Regions from separate parts of the Sus scrofa genome. Here all the other regions are linked to region 1. A link is a contact called in public Hi-C data. All regions are on one chromosome and are shown on one strand. The core of a region is the stretch at or near the end of the contact, and the rest is flanking DNA. Distances in the headings are between cores, read along the strand shown. Region 1 holds the start of RPA3 (replication protein A 14 kDa subunit). Region 2 holds the start of GLCCI1 (glucocorticoid-induced transcript 1 protein). Region 3 holds the start of C1GALT1 (glycoprotein-N-acetylgalactosamine 3-beta-galactosyltransferase 1).

Region 1 (3,999 bases), core at 1,459-3,958:
ATTAATGCTTAAAATATAGGACATCTTTAAAAGCTTGATCTATGAAGCACTCTTTAATGACATCTTTTTAAATTGACTTTTTCAACTACATTAATCTTAAGGGAAAAATATTTTAACTATACTAAAGGTAGGAGCGCTTTCCAATGAAAGAAAGAACAAAAAAAAAAAAAAAAGAAAGGAAAGGAAGAGAGGCCAAACACTGGGAAATGCAGCATTACTGTCCACACTAATACAAAAAAAGCACTCAAAAACAATAAGAAAAGAAAAATAAGCACACAAAAAATGGTGAACACAAATGGCCAATAAATATTTTAAAAGTTCCTCAAACTTACTAGTCATCAGGGAAAGCAAATTAAGACCAGACAAGAAACCACTTCATGTCCATCATATTAAGGGATAAAACTTTAGGAGTTGCCAGAAACACTGCTGCCAGGAGGATCGATTAGTACCACTACCCCGGGAAAATACTCAGTCTTACTAGCAAAGTTGAAGATGCAACCCTGTGTTCCAGCAATTTTACTGCTATACCTTTGCCCAAGTGCACCAGCAAATAGGTACAAGAATATTCATGGCAGCCCTATATGCAATAGAAAAGAACTGCAAACAATCAAAATGTCAGTCAGTAACAGAGTGAAATAGAAGAGTGAAAAGAATGAACTCCACCTACATGTGTCAACATGGATTAATCTCAAAAACAAAACAAGTCAGAAGATTTATATAGTACAACCCCATTTATTCAAAGGTCAAAGAAAATTGGCAAAATTAAAACACCACTTAGAAACGGCAAAATGTGTGATAAAACTATACAGAAAATCTTAGTGTGGTTAACACAAAATTCAAGATAATGTATATTTATGGCTGGTAGATTGGAGGATTTAATTAAGGAAGTGCCAACTACTAACTAGTTAAGTTCCATTCCTTAAGCTGAATGAGAGGCCCACGTGGGTTCATTTCATTTCCTTGAAACTGTACAAATCAGCTGTATATACTCTTCTCTATGAATTACTTATTAACAAATGTTTAAGCAATTGAAAAAGTATCCAAAAAGCTATATTCAGTTATCTTCTTGCTCATCTCCCTGTTTTTAAAAAACTGCTGTTGGTAGATAAAAGTGGTTTTCCAACTGTTACAAAACAGTGCAATTAGCAACTTGGCACTTTAAGGGATGCTCTTCTAAAAAACTGCTATTAAAGATACTCGTGTAGCTTACCCTAAATAATGCTATCAATTTGTTTTCCAAACACTCAAGTGCAAAAGATGTGCAGGCTTTGCACAGAATATAAAATAGATTCCAGTGACTTGCACCAATGACAACTACGTTTTTATATACCAATTTACATGTGCCCTGCATCCACTAATGAAATCCTTTACATTTGTTTTAGTGACAGCAAAATTAAAAGACAAATATATTTACATATATATTATGGGCGGGGAACTATCATTTGACTACAGTACAACAGATTTCCATCTTAAATTGCCCTGTGTCCTTAGTTTAAGGCAGATGCGGGACTAAACTGGAGACTCGAGCTAGGTACCTCAATGGCTTGGGCAAATTCATGAACTCGGTCTCCAAAAAAATAATAAAATCCCAGTGAATTTTTGTTCCCAATTTCTGGAGCACCGCTGGCATGTATTTTTATGAGCACTCATTCTGGAATATTCTGGCAAGGTAAATCCCGGCAAACAAAGCCCTGAAAATCAACAGACACTTGAGCCAGCAAAAGACAAGAATCCTCCCCAAATTTCCTTGAAACAAATTATCTTCCACACCTCCTGACCTCCCCTCCAGAGTCCTGGGTGTGGAAAGCAATGGAGGGAAAGATCAGCAGAGAGTTAAGAAGAGTCTGTCAATCACAAAGACAAAATTTGTCACCTGGAACCTTGCAATACATTCAGTTATCTAACACCCTCATTTTGCGGATGGGGAAATTAGGTCTCAAGAAGTAGCGCACCTGCTCAGGATCTAACAGCTATTTATATTCGTTTCCTCTACTACCCCAGTGGTCCTTTCCTCACTCAGTCCCAAATGTTTCAATTCGTTGCTAACACGGAGGTGAGAAAACCCACACCACAGTGTGGCCAAAAAGTTGGGGCTAAAAAGGGTCGTAGAGATAATCAAGTTAACCTCTTAGCTCACAGGTGGGGAAATTGACAATGGAAAGTGACGCAGCTGAGGCAATAAATCGCCGACCCTCTGCCACCGAGCAGGAGCTTCACAAAGGAGGCGAAAAATCACTGGCGACCCCACTTCCCGTCTCCAGGGAGGAAGGGTGTCAAAAAGAAATCCGATCCCTAGATTTCATTCAACAAGAACCTCGCGCTTCCCACGAAGAACCCGGAAAGAGGAGGCGGGGAAACGCGAATGGCCGGTGGCGCAGCAACGAGCATGCCACGGAGGCGGGGGACAAGTACCAAACTCCCGCCTCTCTCTTCCGCATCCGTTGGTGGGGAGAAAGAGCAACAGTAAGGCTGCGGCGACTCCCGCGATAAGAGGTACCTGAGGCTCGAGCCGCAGTCCCCCGCCGCACCGCACCGGAGCCTGACACCCTGCTTCCGGGGTTATGTTGCAGCTGGGGGGGACAAGATCAAGGGAGGAAGCCTTAGCCCCGCCCTATCCAAGCCCCGCCCCCGCCTACACTTCGCAGAGAGTCCAGGTAACTTCCGGGACGCTGTGCGTCACTAAGCAGCCGATCCCCACTTCCGGGCGCATCCTAGCCTTCTTCGCCGGCGGAGACAGCGGGACTGTGATCGAGATTTCCGCGCGTTTGATTGGCGGAGCGAGAGTGCTGGTCTCCGCGGATTGGTGCCGGGGAAATCCGCCCCGAAGACGTCTGCCGAGCTCAAGGTTTCAGTTGTCGGCTTGTTTCCCGCCATCTGTCGGTCCTGCATTGCAGTTATGGTGGACGTGATGGAGTTGCCCAAATCGCGCATCAACGCCAGCATGGTAACTCAGTTCATCGACCAGCCGGTCTGCTTCGTAGGGAGGCTGGAGAAGGTACGTGCGCTTGCTGCCCTGGGCTCCCCCTGGGGAAGGACCCCGTGACTGTCAGGGTGGAGGCTTCAGAGTGGCTAACAGAGTGAAGGAGGACGAAAAGCTTTGCAACATCACTGCTCTCCGACTGCTTTATTTCTCACAAGGGAATTTTTTTGCACACTTTTTATCCATTGCAGCCTTATTTTGGTGCTTCTCTTAAGGCGAGAAATAGGGAAGTCTTCGAATGCGCTGAGTTCTAAATTCTAGCGGCCCCCACCCTCGTTCTGTTTGTGTTTACATAAAGATTACAGACAGAACTCTCACATTTACTTTCAGATTTTTTTAGTTTAACCAGACTTGACAACTAAGCTAATTTTCTTGTTTACTTATGTTGTTAATTTCCTTTTTTCTCAAACCTCATTTTCTCGTTGAAGTCGCTTTCCTATAAACATTGTTTGATTGTCCTTTTCTGATCCAGCAGCATTCTGTTATCTCACACCTCTGTTAGAGGGCAGCCCCTCAGTCTGCTGGTAAGAAACAGGCCTGAAGTCTTAGAATCAGGGAACTGAGAAAGCTGAGGAAAAGAAAACTTTTATATAAAGTCTTATTTAGTGGTTTTAGCCATGTATCTTCCTGAAATAGCTGTATTCCAAAATTGGGAAAGAAACTGGGTAGGAATGGAGTGTGGTTACAAAATGCTCAAGGCCACAGTAAGTAGCACAGCTGGCATTCAAACCAGATCTGACTGCACTCTTTGCAGCTGTCTCACAGTAGAACCTAGGTCTTCTGACAACCAGTAGTTCTCTATTTATTCTTGCCTAATTTTTAAAAACATACCCTTTGGGAGATATGTACTCTTTAAATCATGGGTGCCAGTAGATCTCACTTTTAGATAGTATGGAGCCTCTTTAATTTGTTCTTAGCATAATGTTGCCAGATTTAGCAAATAAAAATATGGGACACATTTGTACTAAAAAGGAGGGGTTTTTTTTAATGAAATTCAGATTTAATTGAACATCCTTTGA
Region 2 (4,385 bases), core at 106-2,605, 300 kb before region 1:
ACAAAAAAGAAACTTGAGATCCTTTAACAGCACAACTGAACTGTTAAGCATACTTAAAAATAGGAGGAAAAAACAGCACACTCCACGAACAGGTCCTTAGAAATTTACCATGAAAGTCTCGAATTGGGCACAAACTGTTTCTGGTGCATTACTGCTCTGATGCATATGACTATATAAAGTAGAGAAAAGAGACCGGAACACACACACACACACACACACACACACACTACACTACTTCAACTGCACATCCAAAACTGTTCCCTCTACACACCCAACAGGATATCCTTACATCATAACTAATGCCACCTCCAAAAAACAAAAAGAAAAAATTATCCCGCTAGGCACAGACACGTTATGGGAACTTTGTAGGAAAGCACAAAGAGGCTGTAGAGATTACAACCACCACCTTATCGGCTGCCGGAGAGTTTGTGTGCGTGTTTTTTTAAGTGCTTCGCCCAGCTCCTCCTTCCCCCGCTACAAACAGCAAACACATGAGCGAGCTAATCAGCTCTAAAACTGAAAAACCTTCGATGCAGGAGAGTGACGGAAGATAAAATCTGAGGGGCGGCAGGAGGGTCAGATAAAAGTTGCTTTGCAGTTCGCTCCTCCAAGCCCCGCAGCGACCGCAGGGAGGTGAGATTCCCAAAGCCACTTTCACACCTTCGATAATGCACTAGCAAAGAGAAGCCCGGAGAGGCTGAAGTTTCCACGGAGGGCACGGTCGGGGAGACGCAGCCCGGGAGGACGGAAGGGTTGGGCTCGCTACCTCTGCACACGGGCGAGCCGGGGCTCCGTCTCTCAGGTGAGTTGCTCCTCCGGTGGCTCTCGGGGGACCGTCTCGGGCGGCCCTTGGCCCGCGGCGCCTGCTCAGTCGGGGCCGCTGCTGGCGGCGGCGTCGGGCTGGGCGGGCTGGGGCCGCGGGCCGCGCCGGGCCCCGGGAGGCTGCCCAGCGAGGCGGCGGCTGCTGCGGCGGCGGCTGCGGCGGGCGGGCGCGTGGGACTGTGCTGGCTGCCCCGCAGGAGCTGGTAGGGCACCGTGGCGCGAATGGGTTGCAGCAGCCGCCCGGCTCCCGAAGCCGGGGCACAGCCCACGCCGCCGCTGCCCGCACCGTTCCCGCTCCCGGCGGCGGGGGCGGCGGGCGGGGACCCCGCGGCGCTGCGCCGCATCCTCTGCGGCGGGGGATGAGGGGTCTGAGAGGAACTGGAGGAGGAGGAGGAGGCAGTGGACATGGTGGCTCCGCGGGCCCTGGACGACGCCGGCCGACACGGAGGCACGGAGCGGGAGGCGCGCGAGCGTGTAGGAGCCGGCGCGATAGTGCGTGCGAGTGTGTAAGGGGGAGGGGCGGGGGTATCGGGGAGGGGGAGGAGTCTCTCGGCTCCCCCTTCCCAACGCGCACCCCCGCCGCCTCGGCGAGGGGGGAGGGGAAGGCTGCGAAAACAAACGTCCAACGGCCCCAACCGCTCGGCCGGGCACGATGTGGCGGTCACGGCCGGGGCCGCTAGGAGCCCGGAGCCGCCGCCGGCGCCCGGGGCATCGCGCTGACAGGAGAGCGGGGCAATCCCCCGGACCACGCAGCCTTGCGGGGCTGCACGCGCGGGAGAGCCCGGCAGCTGCAGGGAGACCCGGGACCCCTGCTTCTAGGGACCAGGGTAGGGAAAAAGGTCTAGAGGTCCCTGGCTCTCGGCGGAGTCCGCGCCGCCGCCTCCGACTCAGCCCCTGCCCCTGCCAGATCCTCACCCCAAATGGCAACTAATCCCGCAACCGGTACCCCGCCTCCGGCACCGCCTCCCGGCGCCCCGGACCTGCTGGAGCGAGCGTTCCCATTGGCTCCCCAGTTTTCCACAAGCACTGGTGTGATTGGTTTTAGGATTGGAGTGAAAGGAGCAGCTACCAATGAAAGTGGCCGTCGTACTTTAGAGGCGGGATTTGAGGGGTGGAAGAGTGAGAAGGAGGCAGTTCTTGCAAGGAGGAGCGTGAGAGCCTTTGACAGCCTTTGAGGTGAGAGAGAGACTTTGATTGGGCTGCCCTAGGAAAGTGGATCCTTCTACGTCCTGCTCGTGTTCTGACACCTACGGACACGCGCACACCCGAGAAAGCAGGTTGCGAGGGCTCCACCCTCCAGGGCCGATTTTACAATTTGAGAAAGAAGATACTTCAGGCGAACTTCATTTTGCAAGTACACTTGTTCCTGGGGTGGGATGTTTTAGAGTTGACACTTATATCCCTTACCCTCTAATGTTAGATTCTGAGGTTTCGTGGCAAGTATACTAATCGAAAGATCTTCTGGCCATCAGAAGCAATGTTCAGAAGCTGGACTGAGCAACGGGTGGATACTGTGCTGTGAAAAGAAACATTCAGATCTCATGTGCCAAGAAAATTGCAGGAGTCAACAAAGAATTATGCATCATAACACCATCAGTTAGATATATTAATGGAGGGCACCCTGTTGGCTTGCCCCAGAAGTAGATGGCCTCTTGGGAGAAATAAGTAACATTAAATAAGTTACTTGGGAGAAATAAGTACTGTTGATGTAATGTTAAATCCTCTGTGGTAAATTTAAATTTTGTTCTGCAATGAAATTGAAAAGATGCAGAAATTTTGGATGACCATCAGGAACCTGTTTACCTTAAACGAAGGTAAACGAAGGTTTGAAACCTTAAGCAGGAAAAATTAATGGAAGAGTCTACATCAGATACTCTCCATTAGTTTCCATGAGATTGAAAAAAGAGAAGTGGGAGGTCAGATTGGTCTACTCTTCGTGTCTACCTACACTGACAATTTTACTCTGATTACAGGCACTAAATGCAGGGGTCAGTTTCACTTAGAGGAAGTATCCATCTCTGCTTCCTTGTGCCCTCGGACCAGAAGGCATACTAGATTCTGTAAAAGATTCTGTTAAAAGTGGATGTCCACCTTTTCCGTAAAAATGCAAGAATTGCATCCAGTACCTCACTCCATTAAGACTAGTGTAGTTCCTCACTTTATCATATACTAGAATTACAGTTAAAAATTGTTGGACATTTCATGTGCCCGCCACTGTTCTAAGAACAGTTTATGTGTTAACTCATTCAATTGTCCTATAATCCACAAGGTAGATACTATTATTACTCTCATTGTATTCACATATATTTGCTTTCCTGAATAATATATTTTAAGTATAAATATAGTAAAAACTTTACTTTTTAAAATTTGGTGTAATTGACCTATTTAAATATTTTCCCATCTAAAGTGAAAGCTTTTCTCATTCGTTAGGAAATTGTCACAAAAAAAGATGGTAAATGGCTTATTTCAGGTGACTTTCTCAGATTATGAAGAATATAAATTGACAGATTAAAATAAGTAAAGTTGTTTAAAATGCTGCTAAATTTCTAAGTTGATTAAATTACATCATGGTTTCATTATAGAAACACTATCTCTGGCTATCCCTAAACTTAAGTATAGAACAATCTCAACACTATAGATTACAGTGATTCTAAATTTATACCAAGCCACAGTCATAATGATCAATACTCTATTTGGATCTAAAACAACATACCTAGCCATGTTTTAAAGGCTTTCTCTGTTTTTTCAAATATACCATAGCCAACTTAAATCAGATATCCAATTTACTGACAAGTCATCATGAACTATTTGGATGTTCATTTCCCTTCTCTTTGCTAAAGATACCTTGGTCATCTCTGAAATAAAATCTCTTCTCATGAAATATTGATCTTCATGTATAAGGAATTCAGCCTCCAAACAAATCAAAGTTGGGATAAAATAAAACTCGACCCAGTATCTGCTTCCAAACGTTCATTTTATCATTCTTAATAATATTTTACTCTTAGGATGGGAGTGGGCTCCAAGGGTGTAAACAGAAGCTTTAGGAAAACATACTCCTTGGTAAATTGGAAATCCCTTAGAAGGAAGTGTGGCTTTCTGGGCTAGGAGAGCATTTTACACAGCGATGCTAGCTATGGGATGGATAGGCCTTATATCTGTATTTGTTGAATATAAGTGTAACAATCCTGGAAATCCTATATATGTTAATCTTGGTAATGACCTCTTCACTCTGTTGTCCTGCCTAGAAGAAGACAACATTGAAAGCACAGTTTGTTGGCATGGGAGGTACCTTTGCTCTCAGTAGCCCTGTGTCTTTCCTGTTTGTTGTAGAAGAGTCCACCATTAGCCAATCTGAGGTAGAACTCTGTTACACTCACTTCTTAGTTCATATGTGGTAGTGGACTATATGTAGGTTAAATTAAAACTTGTAATATGATTAATATGCAGCCCCATGCAGAGAGAGAATGAGATAAAAGATCCATTGGGCCTACAGAGCTACCCAAACCTCCCTCTTCCAGTCTCATCAATGTTTGCCAGGCTGTGCATCCTAGGCCCATCCAAGT
Region 3 (4,377 bases), core at 766-3,265, 410 kb after region 1:
TATAAAGTGTATAAGTACTATAATGCAATTTTTATCTTGGCACAAATCAAACAGTATACATCTAAATGCCACGCATTTCTATTTCCATCATTAAGTGATCATTAACTGATGTAGTCCTAAATAAGTTTATGATAAAATTCTAATAATTTTGGGATACTGAATTTACTCAAAATTGGAGACTAGTATAATCTATATCCCCCCCAAAATACTTAAAAATACCTATATTTAAATGGGTAGTAATCACAAAACATTTTTAAAATGCTGAATCCTAAGTAAAAAGATACAGAAAAACACAAATTCCAGGCAAACTTAACAGACATTTAACAGTTCTCCACTAGTACAAAAAAACCATATTATTTTCCTGTGAAGAATTTTAAATGAGTCATACTTTCCTCACTAAATCACTGTTTTACTTAACATATGACAAAAAGAGTTAACTGTTTGGTAACTTGAAACTTTACATTCAATTAAACTGTGCATCAATACACACTAAGGCTGATAGAAAACAAAATAATTACTATACATAATACTTCGAACACACAGCATCATGTGCATAAGGCTCATTTGATAATTATCTGATAACATTGTGGAAAGTTGCAAAAAGTTAGACGTCCTAAAAACTCAGATTCCCACTGTCTAAAGTAATATCAGGATTAAGTAACTTGAAATCCTGCACAACACTTTTTCCTGGCACAGAGGTAGAGCTATCTATGTTAAACGCCCAACTTTTAGTAAATGAAGATATTTCTGTCACAACGGCCTAATTACTCACTCTGATGCACTAAAGTTCTAACTTTATAACTAACTTTTAAAAGCACGATGAAATCAATTCACGGTTAGGATTCTAGGTTTCACTCCGAAAGGCTTTAAAAATAACCACAAAGAATTAAGAGAACTAGATTATAAACCTAGTCAACTTCTCCAAAGCGTAAGCTGTTTTGTCATTTAAAAAAATAAAGGGAGAAGGTAAGAGCTGGGGAAGAATAACCACTCCTAAATTTCGCTCTTTTTTGAATATACAATTTATTTTAATTTAGAGTTATAAGGTCCTTTTGTCAGCACCTACTAATCTCAGCACACCTTGTAGGAGAATGGAGAGTGGAAGGAAAAAACTCCTTTGCTCGTCCGTCCTCCACGCATCAAGTACCTAAACACACACCTGCCTGGTTCATTCCGCCAGAGGCAGGGAAATTTAAAAGACCCAGTCAGCCACAGACAAACCTGATGATCCAAGAGAGCCCCGAGGAAGTCCCCCGGCACCTGCGGAAGGCGCCGGCTCGCTGGGCGCTGGGGCGGTGAGGCTGCCCGGCGGCTTTCACGGAAGGTGCCCACACCTGAGTGCCCGCCGGTCCGCGGGGGCGGGGCGGGACCCGCGGGGCAGGACCGCTAAATGGTCCAGCCGCGCGATCCTCCAGCGCAGTCGGCGCCTCACCGTCGCCACCCGACGGCAGGCAGCGCGCGAGGAAACGAGGCGAGCGAGAGGGCAAAAAGGAAGAATCCACGACCCAGAGGAGGCTACTTGTCAACAAAATAGCGGCCCGGAGGGCAGGCGGCCCCAATGGCAGTTCGCAGAGGCGCGGGGAGCAGGAAGTGCCCCGTGCCTCCCTCCGGAGCCCGCACTTGCCCAGCCCCGGCGGCGACTCCGAGACACCTGTTTGGTGGCGCTGGGGGCTGGGTTCACCCTCCACGCTCCCCCCACACGCACACTCCGAGAGGGGGAGGGCGAGGGGAACAGAGACCTTGGACCCGCAGCCTAAGGGCGCCTCCGCCAGCCGTACCTGACATCAGCCTCCTCTCCCTCTCGCCCCTCCTGGGGGGCAGAGAGGGGGACGCCACGAGACCGGCGACCTTCGCTCTTCTCGGCAGCCGCAGAAGTGGCTCGTGGCTGCTAGCTGGGGCCGCCCGCTGCCGCCCAGATTATTCCCCGGCGGCGGCGGCGGCAGCGGCGGCGGCCGAGGCGGGCCCAGCGCTCGCTCCCGCCCGCTCGCTCCGCCCCTCCCCGCAGCGCGTCCAGGCCGCGGCCCGCCGACGGCGCAGCCGCCACCCAGGGGTCTCCGAGCTCTGACGTCGCCGCTGCCGCACCAGCCCCAGGGAAGGGCGGAGCGAGGGGGCAGGGAGAGGCGGGGCTACGGCGACGTGCTGGCGTGGGGATAGGCCACCGAGCGCACGCCCCGCCCTGTGCGAAGGGGTCTGGGAAGTCGGGTTTTCTGCGAGCAATAGTCGCAGCCCTCTATCCGCTCCTTACGGGTGGCCTCAGCCTTCCTCGTTCTGCTATAGGGTCTTGCAGTGGCTTCCGGACCTTTGAAAGAATTAAAGCAGCAGGAACTGAGGCTGCGGATACCTGAGGGACCTTTGTCTGAGGGGCAGGCTCTTACCCTGCAGGAGTCTTAGGGCCTCTAGCCTGCTCTTAACCCTTTCTTTTTACTGCTTTTATCCCTTCTCCCGACTGTCCTTAGTCTGTATCTCTGGCCTTATTAAAAGGAAGTACAACAAGATGAGGTATACAAACGGGTGTTGGATAACCAGGTATGTGAACTAGGAAGGGCTGAAAACCAACTTAGTGATACTACGAAGCCTGCATACATACACACGTGGTCTTTAGTTCCGTCATTACTTCAGTGCTATCAGGCAGTGGCTGGAATTCTTGGGAGCTTTACCAGCAACCCCCGCTCCCCACCCCCCGTCACTTTTTAGTTTGTAAAGGGATTTTGTATCGGAAAACTGTTTTGGGTTTAGAGGGAGGAGCCCTGGAGCGATTGAGGCTGCCCCACAGCAATCAGCAGGTGGGGGTAATGTCTGGGTTTAATTGGTGTTAATCATCATCTACAAGGCCTGGCTTGAGGGTGAGAAAGCAAACTTGCTTCCTTTAATGCCCTTCTCAGTAGTTCTTTACTGCCTAGGGGCTGTGGCCTCAATCTTGAACCCTCCACCTATTAGCTCGGTAAACTTGGCAAGTTACTTAATGTGCTTGGGAGAAATAATAACAACATTTAGTAAGGTATGGTTGTTTTCCCCTCCTTTAATTTGTTCAGATTCAGCTTTAGTGCAGTTTACCGGGATGTGCCACTATAAGATCCCAAAGAATCTTCCAAAAGAATTTTAAAACATCTAGTGATTCTTACCCATACCTCTCATTTTTCAGATGAGAAAGCTGAGGTCAGAAAAATAAACTGAAAAGCCTGATCTAGAAGAGAAGTGCAAGTATCTGACGTCCAGGTTAGTGCTGTTTCTCTGGCTCATGCCTCCAGACTTCTCTCTTATATCCTTACCTCCACCCTCTTTTCTCTTCCTCAACTTGTAATTATCGCCCAGCCTCCCATATTCCCTTCTACAGCCACTATGTAGCAGGAAAAGAGACCCTTCAGAGGTCAGAGTGTTCCAAATGGAAAGCAAAACAAGACAAAATGCCCCAAGGGTCTTATTTCAATTTTAGTGAAATTTATAATGAATACAGAAAATATTTGCAGATAAGCAAAAATAAGAAACTCTTCCAAGGATAAGTTCAGCTATAGCACATCTAAGAAAATTACTGGTAGAAGTCCCCACTGTGGTGCAGTGCATTAAGGATCCACTGTGTTTAGCCACAGCTATGGCATGAGTTGAAACTTGTGTCTTGGATTCAGTCCCTGGGCTGGGAACATCCCTTTGCTACAGGTGCAGTGGAAAAAGAAAATTACTGGCAAGAAGCTATGTTGATACAAATAATACCAGGTCAAATCAGCTCCTTCTACCCTTTTGGATATTTTTGAAAATGGCCATTATTTCCATGAGAACAATGCATACTTATTTAAGCAAATACAAAAAAAAAAAAAACTTTCCAAATCCCACAATCCAGAGGTAACCATTTTTTTAAAAAGTTCATGTTATACTCTTTCAGATATCTCTTAAAAATAAAAAACACCAAGACATATAAATATGATATATGATAAACTGGATTTTATAATGCACATGGTTCTTTTCTCACTGAATACTGTCATGAACAATATCATTTTAAAAAGTTGTGTAGTGTCTGTTAAGTGGATGTAGTCATTTATCTAACTAGTATTCTATCAATTCATTTCTGTTTTTTTCAAATGTTTACAATTTTAAAGAACTCTGTGATGATCTTTTTAATGCATGTACCTTTGCACAGCTGTGCAACTATCACCTTAAACAAATTCCTAGAAGTGACATTAATGTCAGCCAGTTCTTCAACATTATCAGCTAGAAAAAAGAAAGTTGTGATTACTTTGAAAAATGCACTTTATATGTGTGATTCAAGACAACCAGATTCTCCCATGTGAAATAGACAAATCTTGTGGTCTGTCTGGTGTAGTATTCAGTAACATGTATCAAAGCTCCTTGGAGCAGGGTAGCTGGACACTGCTGGTTTTTTAA

Evidence for each region. Hi-C and Micro-C count contacts between places; a contact is called where the count stands out from the background.
Region 2: a Hi-C map of liver shows a contact between it and region 1, with 4 times the contacts expected there. The contact joins the promoter of GLCCI1 here to the promoter of RPA3 in region 1. A contact is called at or near these places in 3 of 5 promoter capture datasets (fetal liver, fetal skeletal muscle and liver), 4 of 47 Hi-C or Micro-C datasets (heart right ventricle, liver and skeletal muscle) and 1 of 2 datasets of contacts at active chromatin or transcription factors (skeletal muscle).
Region 3: a Hi-C map of skeletal muscle shows a contact between it and region 1, with 6 times the contacts expected there. The contact joins the promoter of C1GALT1 here to the promoter of RPA3 in region 1. A contact is called at or near these places in 1 of 5 promoter capture datasets (fetal liver), 3 of 47 Hi-C or Micro-C datasets (liver, omental adipose tissue and skeletal muscle) and 1 of 2 datasets of contacts at active chromatin or transcription factors (alveolar macrophages).

What each region holds. Positions count from the first base shown.
Region 1 is chr9:77,913,581-77,917,579 of Sscrofa11.1, reverse strand. It overlaps RPA3 (replication protein A 14 kDa subunit), which reads left to right and starts at 2,708. Exons shown (of 4, transcript XM_021102423.1): 1 at 2,708-2,995. The coding sequence starts at 2,897. It overlaps UMAD1 (UBAP1-MVB12-associated (UMA)-domain containing protein 1), which reads right to left and starts at 2,635. Exons shown (of 4, transcript XM_021102419.1): 1 at 2,498-2,635.
Region 2 is chr9:78,215,150-78,219,534 of Sscrofa11.1, reverse strand. GLCCI1 (glucocorticoid-induced transcript 1 protein) reads right to left here and starts at 1,355. Exons shown (of 8, transcript XM_021102418.1): 1 at 767-1,355. The coding sequence starts at 1,229. LOC110262233 (a long non-coding RNA gene) reads left to right here and starts at 532. Exons shown (of 3, transcript XR_002347050.1): 1 at 532-802.
Region 3 is chr9:77,506,980-77,511,356 of Sscrofa11.1, reverse strand. C1GALT1 (glycoprotein-N-acetylgalactosamine 3-beta-galactosyltransferase 1) reads right to left here and starts at 2,015. Exons shown (of 5, transcript XM_021063389.1): 1 at 1,779-2,015. LOC102161092 (a long non-coding RNA gene) reads left to right here and starts at 2,113. Exons shown (of 6, transcript XR_002335827.1): 1 at 2,113-2,526; 2 at 3,143-3,216.